Linked DNA regions of Mus musculus: region 1 is linked to region 2. The links are chromatin contacts, called in public promoter capture Hi-C maps. All regions are on one chromosome and are shown on one strand. Each heading gives the region's core, a stretch centred on a gene start, on an enhancer-like site or on the middle of the called end of the contact. The rest is flanking DNA. Distances are from core to core; before and after follow the strand shown. Region 1 holds the start of Atp6v0a4 (ATPase, H+ transporting, lysosomal V0 subunit A4). Region 2 overlaps Dgki (diacylglycerol kinase, iota).

Region 1 (4,596 bases), core at 780-3,279, 1.0 Mb before region 2:
GGAGACCCCTGTTCTGGGCTTATTTATTAATCTTGATTTAATACGTTCTCTTCCCAAGCTGGAAGATCCTCTTTCCAGGCCTCTCTAACCAAGTCTCAAATATCCAGGCAGAGTTTTAGTATGACATTGTGTGATGAATGCAAATCAACACACAGAATAAATGGCTCTTTCTCACCTTATGTCATGAATGTTTTGGACATCAAGCATCCTAATGGTACCTCCTTTGTACAATGCCAAAATGAGCCTCGGTGTCAGAGGATACAACAAAAACAGCAATTTTGATGCCTTTGAAATGATGAAGGGATTCTACCTGTATTTTTACTCTTAGAACAGATACAACTTTAAAGGGTGTCACAACCAAAGGTGGAGTGGAGTGTGGCATGCAGGCTCTGTGGGGGCGCCAGTGCTCAGTTAGTTGTTGGTTATTTAAAGCACACTCAGTTTGCACTCATTTCCCCTAAACAACTGGCACAGCAGGTTGACCATCCTTAAACTGCTGTGAAACATGCCACGTCCTGCAGGCGTCCAGTCAATCATCCAGTGTGCTCCCCTAAAAAACGTCGTCCTCAACATGTATTAATTATTAAAGTGCTCCAAAATGAAAGTTAAGTTTAATGTCTGTCCTTTCCTTCTAATTTTAGAAGTTCTGTTGAGAAACACAAACTGCAAATTTAAGTCAGCATTTTTAGGACAGAGTGCTTGGAGAAGTGCTTTTTTGCAGTCTCCTTTGTTGCTGATTTCATGTGTCCGATTCCTTCTGTATGTCATTCTTGTTAACAAGACCATAACCTCCCCGACCTGACACCTCATATGATCTCTGCTTCTAAAAATCAGGTGTGATCCTACTTGAAAACAACCCTTGAGGAGGGCGCCTCGGTCACTGTGAGCATGTCAGAGGCTTTCTGTGTAGATGTCCTGCCATGGGTGATGTGTGATCTACCAGTGGCTGGGTTCACCCATCAGTAATCAGAGCAAGACAAATGAGAGCAAAGCCCCATGTGACTCCTCCTACTGCTGTGTTGTTTCAAACTTACCAGGTCCTCTGTCAGTTTCAGAGGTCACCTGTGAAGCATCTTTTTTTTTTTTTTTTCTTTTTTTGCTCCCAACTTCCTGACACTAGATGAGTCAGCAGACATGAGTCCTGACTTCCAAGAGATTTTAGAATCTAAGCTGGATAGTACAGACAGGTATAAAAGATGGATGCTATAGATAAGCAGGGTGGCTTAGATACCCATAAAATGCAAAAGGCACAGGTGTGTTGAATATTCAGAAGTCAAAGAAATTACATGTTTGGGATTGATGAGTCTTTAGGGCAGAAGCCAGCTGCAGAAGCCACTTTGATGTTACCCAAGCCACAGCGCTAGATAAGCCTCACAGTTGTCCAGGGGAAGGGTTTAGGAATTGGGTCTTTTGTCCAAGTGACTTCGGTCTTAAGAAGAAATAGTGTTGGGAGGGAACCTGTCTAGTAACAGAGCTAGCAAATGTCCAGGCTGGTGAAGATCCGCTGAGCAAGAGCCCTGGTGTGGGGAAAGGGAGGTCAGAGTACCAGGAACTGCTGATGTCTGCTCTAAAGTACTTGAGTGGTGCTAAGCTGGGCCTTGCAGAGCTTAGCTTATAGCAGACCTTGAGCCTCCTTGGTTACAGCAGGTTGTGGATAAGTTACATCGGGCTTCATCATCTATACCTCCATTTTTTCCTCCAGTTTTTAATTTACTTTCGGAGTTTGTGTTGATTTTGATGGCACGTGACTTTTAAGCAGTAGGATTTTGCCAAGCAGAATTTTTGAAGGCATGAGGCCAGTGACCCAAAGCACAGGTGCAAGTGTGCCTGGAAGGCTTCCAGCCAAAACCAGTAATTCCCTGCTTTCTTGTATACAGAGTGTTCACTGCTATTTCAGATCTTGGTGAGTGTTCCAGTAACCAAGCCAGTCCCCAGGACACTAGTCTACGTTGGCAGGACTTCACAAGTTAATCATTCCTTAGGCCTCCCTTGGCCCTTTCATCCTGGATTCTTAGGTGGGAATCAGACACTTAGAAAGATGTTGGGTCAAGGTTCTAGGAGCAGGACAGAGTGTTCCTGTCATAGTACACACTAAGTTTCCCACTAGCAGAGTCCTCGCCATGTCATTTCTACCTCCAAAGTCATCAGAGCCTGCTTGTCCACATCTGGTCCAGGTGGGAGTACAAGGAAGGCTGCTTCTACACCCATGAGCACAAATACGTCTGTGTGGGACAGTCCACTGAACGTCGTCATTTAGTCCAGCCCATTGCAGGCATTCCTGGAACAGGTGAGAGGGTTTCTACTTCCCATGAAGTATATAGGCTTACACTCATCACCTCGTAAACAAGAACGGGCACATTTCAGGTGGCTTATTTTGTGGGGGAGGGTGCTGGAAGGGGTTGGTGGTGATTGTGGGTGTCTAAACTGGAATTCTTTTGTCCATGTTAAAAAGACTTGAAAACTGAAACGTCACGGTACAGTGTTAATTCACGCCTGTGTGTGTAACAGGACACTCAGCAATTATCTTAAGAACACACAGCAGCATTGACGTGTAGAAAGAGAATAGTAAATGCCTTTGGGAACACGGTTGAGAGCCAGCCAGGACGCAAGGGGAGCAATGAATGTCTGTGTCTGATATGCTCCTCCCAGGTTGGTGTCCCACTGGACAGGTCACAATGCAGGCTGCCTGCTTTGCCTCCTCCTGTGTTTCCCTGCTCCAGGGCCACTTCCAGGGATTACATGGAGGATCACCGATGTCTTTTCTCATGCCCACCAGATATCAAGTACTCATGACTTGACTCCCAAATGCGCCGTTACAGGGCTAAGTTAAAGCCAGACTTTAAAGTTCTGTCACGGTGGTAAGGAAAGAAACAGGAGGTGCTAGAGGAACCAAGAGTTCTGGTCATTAACTCAGTCATGCCGAGCACCAGGGCGCTGGTTCTGAAACGGTTAAGAGAAAGGCTCTGGGCTTTGCTCCCATCTCTGCACAGCGCACTGTGGAGCAGAGAGGAGGGAGACAGGAGTAGGGTTATCAGGGAAGCTTGCTCTGCCAGGCTGCTCCAGGATGCCAGCTTGTCTCTGACTCGGTTGAGGTCCATGCTCTGACTTTCTGCACCCTCGTGCTAGGCGATTCGTGTTACTATACAAAACCGCAGAAGGAATTGGGCCACCTGTGGCATCAAGACTGCAACTTGACAATCACGGTTTGCTGATCTCAAACGGGCACTTAAAGCCTGGTATGGGTGTGTGATTTAGTGACTGAGCCTGCCCTTCTGTTTGTCAGTTACGTTTCTACCCTTCAATTAGCTGCACTGTTTTCTAATGTGCTGTAGAGTTTGGAAATAATTTATGCAAGTGTTTGGTTCCCATGTTTACAATTTTTACAGCTTTCCTAGGATTTTAAAATGGAAATGTCAATAAATGCTACGAATCGGTGTGGAAGCTGTTCTTTGTGGTTCATTCCTTGGGAACACGGTGGCTTTGTAGTTTGTCAGTGGTGGTTTTTTATGCTGAGGTGACCTTTGGTTCTCTGGTTTTGAGTGCCTGCTAAGAATACCTAGTGTGGTTCTCCAAGGACTTCAGTTCACAGCATTCCATTCCTGGGAGCTGGCAGAACTGTCCCCACTTGCAGCAGTGGTACCATGCCCGCTTGCTGCTGTCCAGTGGCTCGGCTGGTGTGCCCTTAGAGCAGATGCCAGCACAGTGAAAAGATAGGACACTGTGGTGTAAAAAGGCAAATGAGAAGGGCAAAGGTCATTCCACCTTGAAAAGACAATTAAGAGGGCAAACAAGGGGTTATTTTTGAAACCCAAGAAAACGAAACTCCCTGACAACCTGAGAGCAGAAGAACGCAGAAAACAGAGGACCCCAGTAACTAAGAAAAACACGGAATCCTAGGGGCCACAAACATGGACAGCTTTGTATAAAAGACCTTGCGAATGGGGAAGCTGTGGAAAAGATCCTGGAACCCTGTCATTCACAGCTGTGTTTTAAAACGTGCCAACAAACTAATCTTGTCAGGTAGACAATGCTAGACAGCTGGGGTAGACAACAGGATACTGCCATGTCTCTTGCAGTCCTGCCTTGTGCATGACCTGTTCTGTATGACTGGGACCCGCCACGCTGCTGTGAGGGCATGGCTCCTGCTCACAGTGACAGCAGAGCTACCAGTTTCAAGGCTCGGAGAAAATCTTAAGATGAGTTCAGCCAGGTACAGTAGCACAAACCTTTAATCCTGGCATTCTGGAGGCTGAGGCAGGAGGACCATGAGTTTGAGGCTAGTGTAGCCAACATATTGAGGTCATGTATCAAAAAATTTAAAGTTAATAGGAGCTGCCTGTGCTTAGCATGCTTGGGGCCACCAAACAAGAATGACCAAAAGGGAAGCTCAAACCCGGCAGCAGGCAGCAGAGGCCACTTGGAAGACTCAGGTGGTTCAAAACAAAAAAAGAAAGAAGTCTTAATGGTTGTAAGGGAGATGGCTCGGCACATGTAAGGGTGTAGGGTTGTGCAACCCTAATGACCCAGGTTCAGGCCCAGAACCCACAAGAATGCTGAACGTGGCAGCCCACATCTCTGATCCCAGCAGTCCTGCAG
Region 2 (4,676 bases), core at 1,365-3,864:
GATTTCATTCTTTTGCCCATGAGATGCTAGCTTTCACTTAAGAAGCATCAACCGAGCCCGGTATTTCTGCATTTTTTTTCAGGCTTGTCTTAAAAGCTGAGGAGGCACAGTTGTAATGTTTCTTGGGTTCAAGGCAGATAATGAGGAAGGAGTTCAAATTCAATGACTCGGAAGCCTGATAATTTCCTGTAATACAGTGCCTTTTTAGAATTCCCGGTGCTCCATAGACTAAATAAGAGGACCCTACGCACAATAGCATAGGGAGATAGGGCTCATTGATGAGGATGCTTTCCAGGCACTGTGGTGCTGGGAATCCATCCTAAATGTTTGCCCATTTTGAGCAGCGTTGCCCGACATGTGTGTGCCCTAATCTGTTAGGGATCAGGTAGGTGGTGGGGCTGGAAGAGTTATCAACTCTGGTTTCCTTAGCTTCATGGTAAGTCCCATTAGTGGCATGACTCAAATGTCACATGCACTTTCTGTAGGTGGTGCTCAAGCAGAGATCTGACCAGGACACTGATAGGAAAGAGGAGAGCAATGGCTATTTGTTTATGAGCATTCTAGTTATGACCATTTGCAATCCAATTGTATTATTGCTGCTGCTGTTTCAGGACTGCTGCTATCGCTGTGATTCTTCGGTTTCACATTCTTCCCCACATGGCTGTGTGTATTCTCCCTCCTCCCCTCCTTCCTCCTCTTCCTCCCTAGCCCTCCTTCTGGTTTTGGATGTAGAGGAAGACACTTGGAGCGATAGCCTTAGGTTCTGATTTTCCTTATCTTTCGTTGTCTGAAAAATTAGTTGCCAAACATACTTACTGTTCTACATCATGTTAGGAAGACCAATGCCAAGAGGGGGATCACACATTAAGAGCTCACAGACACACAGTGTTGTTGCTGAGGTGTTCTGTGCACTCGGCTGGAAGCTGGTGACTTAGTTATCAATGCTATCCACAGAGACTGATGTCTAGACTTGGATGATGGGTCCACAGAGGAAATAAAAAGTGACAGTTTCTTTTCTTCTACCTTCCCCAGCATCCCCAGGGCTGTCTGTCCCTCCAGGGCCCTGTCTCTACAGAAGTGTTAGGTGTGATCCACTGGGCTCCACTGTCCTTCCTCAGGGAAGCCAGCCATCAGTCACAGGTTGCCAGCAGTCTACACTGACACCTTCCAAATGCACAAGCACTCCCAGCCTTTCCCATGTGGGCTCTTTGATAATCTCTGTTATTATGAGTTTTTGTGCTCAAAATAGGTTTGGTGTAATATTTATTATAATATTTAATATTTATTTGGTAATATTTAGTTTATTAATATATATATGTATGCATATATGTATATTTATGTGTATGATGCTAGGTTCAAAACAGCTGTGTCTTAGCATGAAAAATAACAGCTAACCCATTAAATGATTTGTTATGTGGTTCCAATTCATCACCTAAGGGAGGCAAGCACTGGTTTGAAGAAGAGCCTGTTGAAGAAAGTAACTGTTTACAGTCTTTAGAAAGTTTAAGATCCTCACACACTACATGCTGCATTTGCTGCTGTGGTAGTTACTACCATCCAACAGAATTATCCCGGCAGGCAGCTCTTGCTCAGGCCTGTCCTTGTAGAGGCCTCTGCACATCCCTAGGCGATGCTGGCAGGAGTGACATCAGAAGCCCATACGGTCATCTCTCTACGTGCACCATGTTCGAGTGTTTAATCATTGGAGATAACATAGACCCCAGAAAGCTTTTCTCTGTGAATTTAAACGCGTGCCCAAAATCAAGGCTAAATTTGATGGCACTTAGGAGCCAGACACATTGGGTGTGCTGTGCCCTAATGGGGCGATCTTGGACCGGTCACTGGCTGCGTGTGGGTTTTCTTACCTGTGAAGCAGGGATAGATAAGGGCTATCCCTACTTCACAAGGCTGTAAAGGTTAAGTGAATGACCATCTGTGATGTGCCTGTCAGGGCATAGAGCAAGACCTGTATTCTAACCAGTGGCCCACGCTGTCCTTGTTGCTAGTGGTTTGTTATTGTTGCTTCCTGGGTGTGAATCCCGACTTGTAATCTCGCTCCTGAAGATTTGGGTAGAAACCCAAATAGCACCGACGAGATTTGTGCCTAGAACAGAAGCTTAAAGCAACCAGTCATGGAGATGCAGCCTCCGAGAGTATGGGTGGAATGCTTGTTTTGTACATAAGAATATTGACTCTGTCCCTCAAGAGTGAAGTTGGAATGTGTGAAAAAGTTTGAAAACGTAAGGACAGTGCTTGCGTTGTTCAGGCGTAGCACTTAAAACTGGTGTAACAGACTAAAGACCTTGGTTTATGTTATAAGCCCTCTTTGTAACAGGTATTGCTGTTATATTGCGAAGAAGCCTGTCTAGGCCACTGGTGTGCCTGTGGGTAGTTACCTTGACATGTTTAGGGGTTTTCAATTTGCTTAGTAACAGAAGCACTTACAATTTTGCTTAATTTAAGGAGTCTCGCGTTCATTCCAGGGAAGTCTCCAGAACAGCTTGCTAACACTTCTCTCCTGTATTTTGAATTGAATGTTGTAGAAATCCGCTCTCAGGAGGAAGTGTGCCGTCTGCAAAATCGTGGTCCACACAGCCTGCATTGAGCAACTAGAGAAGGTAAGCGAGCGCCACCTGCTGGCGAGTGTGTTGGCTTCGGTCACTTACCAAGATCTGGTGTCAATGTCTAACTTTTTAAAAAACAAAACCAAAAATTGTTGAGTTCAGGATGACTTACCAGAATAACAATGAAAAGACAATATATAAAGGTCAGCCATGGTCTTGTTTTCCTGGGTTTAATTTGATATTATGTTGCATTGAACTTTGGGAAAGCTTGGCAACACTTACAATAAGCCTTTTAAGATTGTAGCTTCCATATGTTTCTCTCGGTGAGTTCACATATTCCTAAAGGAGCTCGAAGGGAGAGTTAGCCAAGCCAGCCGAAAGCAGCTCCCAGATGCTGCTGCAGACCTCACGGGCAGCAGTTTTTGCTGGTGCAGCATGAAATGTGTGGCTAAGCCAGGAGTGGCATCCCAAGGGTGGTGTCTTGTCTCCAGAAGTGGATTCTGAACTGTCTATTCATTTACCATCTGGGGGGAAGGGCAGAGCTCTGCGAGAGAGCTGCTTGCTGCTCTCATTTATAATTCCTCCTCCGTGTCCAGGCGAGACACTGAGTGGGATCTATATTCGTGCGCTGCCCTTGGCAATCACGGTGGGACTATTTTAGCTTTGTACAATGTTTGCTTAGCTTCGCCAGCACCTCCAGCTGCTGTCAACCTATATCTCACAGCCATGCCTAACACTTGGACTAGATTTTTCTCGTCTGCACTCTACTTCACTTTATACAGGAGCAAAAGAGCTCACGAGGACACTTCTCATCCACAGAGCAAGGCAGTGCTGAGTCCTTTTACAGGGAATATCTGTGCGTGTGTTTGAATGGTTATCACAGCAGTTAGGACTTCTCAGGTTTATATTTTCTACTTTAAAAAAAAAAGCAAAAAAAAAAAAAAAAAAAACCCAACTTACCCGGATGACTTCAGCTGCCATGTACTTTACCTGTGACTTTGGTCTCCATTTTTCCAGATTCATGGGCTAAGAACGTTTTTGTTTGTTTGTTTGAAGTTAGACTGCATGGATGAGAATGCAGGACTGCCGACTGGAGGTGTGAAATGGCACTGTACCTCTGTGGATCGTCTAGTGAGATGCTTCGGGAGAGTAGGAGCAGGCTAGAACGGATTCCTTATTCTTCCTGGGCTTGGTTTATAGCCTTCATGTCTACCACTATTGGTTGCTTTCTGGTCTCAGGTAGCTCTCTTCAACCTGTTGCTCGTCACTAACATTAACATACTTTTCTCTTCAAATGGCAGATTAATTTCAGATGTAAACCAACATTTCGGGAAGGAGGCTCCAGATCGCCAAGAGAAGTGAGTTTTGTGAGTTGTTTCAGAGAGCACCTTGAACTCTCCTAGGTTCACCGAATCTCCCAGGGATTCACCTAGGATTGACAAATGAGGTCTGTCTCCCCTCATTATACAGCAGTTTCTTCTTAATGTGTCAATAAGGACAAAGAGTCTCCAAGATTCTTCGGTATACTGTACTTTATTCTGTCAGTGGAGTGGGTTTGGGAGCCAGAGTCTTAACGCATGAAATGGAAAAGTGGGGTTGGGGGAGTTCCCCATTATTCTAGACAGTTTAGAACTAGGGTCTGAGTTGTACTCTCTAGTCCACAAAAGGAGGATGAGGAAAAGGAGGGAGGGAGGGAGGGAGGGGGGGAGGGAGGGAGAGAGGGAGAGGGGGAAGAGGAGGAGGAGGAAGAGAAGGAGGGAGGGAGGGAGGGAGAGAGAGAGAGAGAGAGAGAGAGAGAGAGAGAGAGAGAGAGAGAGAGAGCCAGATAATGGGCTTTCTGAGAGATGTGGGCACTGATTGAATCTTTTAGGACTCTTCTAGGGCAAAGGGTGCGATGTGAGATACAGGGAGACAACCATTTAGACAGAAACAGCAGCAGCACATAAGCCTAGGTGAGAGCTTAGTAAGATGCATTACTTGGGAGGAGAGTTAGAGCTAGACAGTGGAAGTCAGGCTTCCACTTCCTTGGACGCAGGCTGGAAGTCATCAGGGATTTGCAGGTTCGCACTGCGCTATCTAAGTAGAATATATTATGCTGCCTGCAGTGTGGAG

The links. Promoter capture Hi-C pulls out the DNA fragments that hold promoters and counts their contacts.
Region 1: a promoter capture Hi-C map of 3T3-L1-derived adipocytes shows a contact between it and region 2, with 4 times the contacts expected there. The contact joins the promoter of Atp6v0a4 here to the enhancer-like site in region 2. A contact is called at or near these places in 12 of 39 promoter capture datasets (the 3T3-L1 cell line, 3T3-L1-derived adipocytes, the HPC-7 cell line and 7 more).

Annotation. Positions count from the first base shown.
Region 1 is chr6:38,122,019-38,126,614 of GRCm38.p6, reverse strand. Atp6v0a4 (ATPase, H+ transporting, lysosomal V0 subunit A4) reads left to right here and starts at 2,029. Exons shown (of 21, transcript NM_080467.3): 1 at 2,029-2,287. D630045J12Rik (RIKEN cDNA D630045J12 gene) reads left to right here. Exons shown (of 20, transcript NM_194061.3): 20 at 1-3,441.
Region 2 is chr6:37,095,494-37,100,169 of GRCm38.p6, reverse strand. It overlaps Dgki (diacylglycerol kinase, iota), which reads left to right. Exons shown (of 34, transcript NM_001081206.2): 4 at 2,544-2,618; 5 at 3,866-3,922. Among named protein-coding and RNA genes, the nearest start is that of Gm52857, 190 kb to the right of the region's middle. Within about 2 kb of position 2,614, at least 39 of the 459 cell types and tissues checked have an H3K27ac peak or open chromatin away from gene starts, as enhancers often do.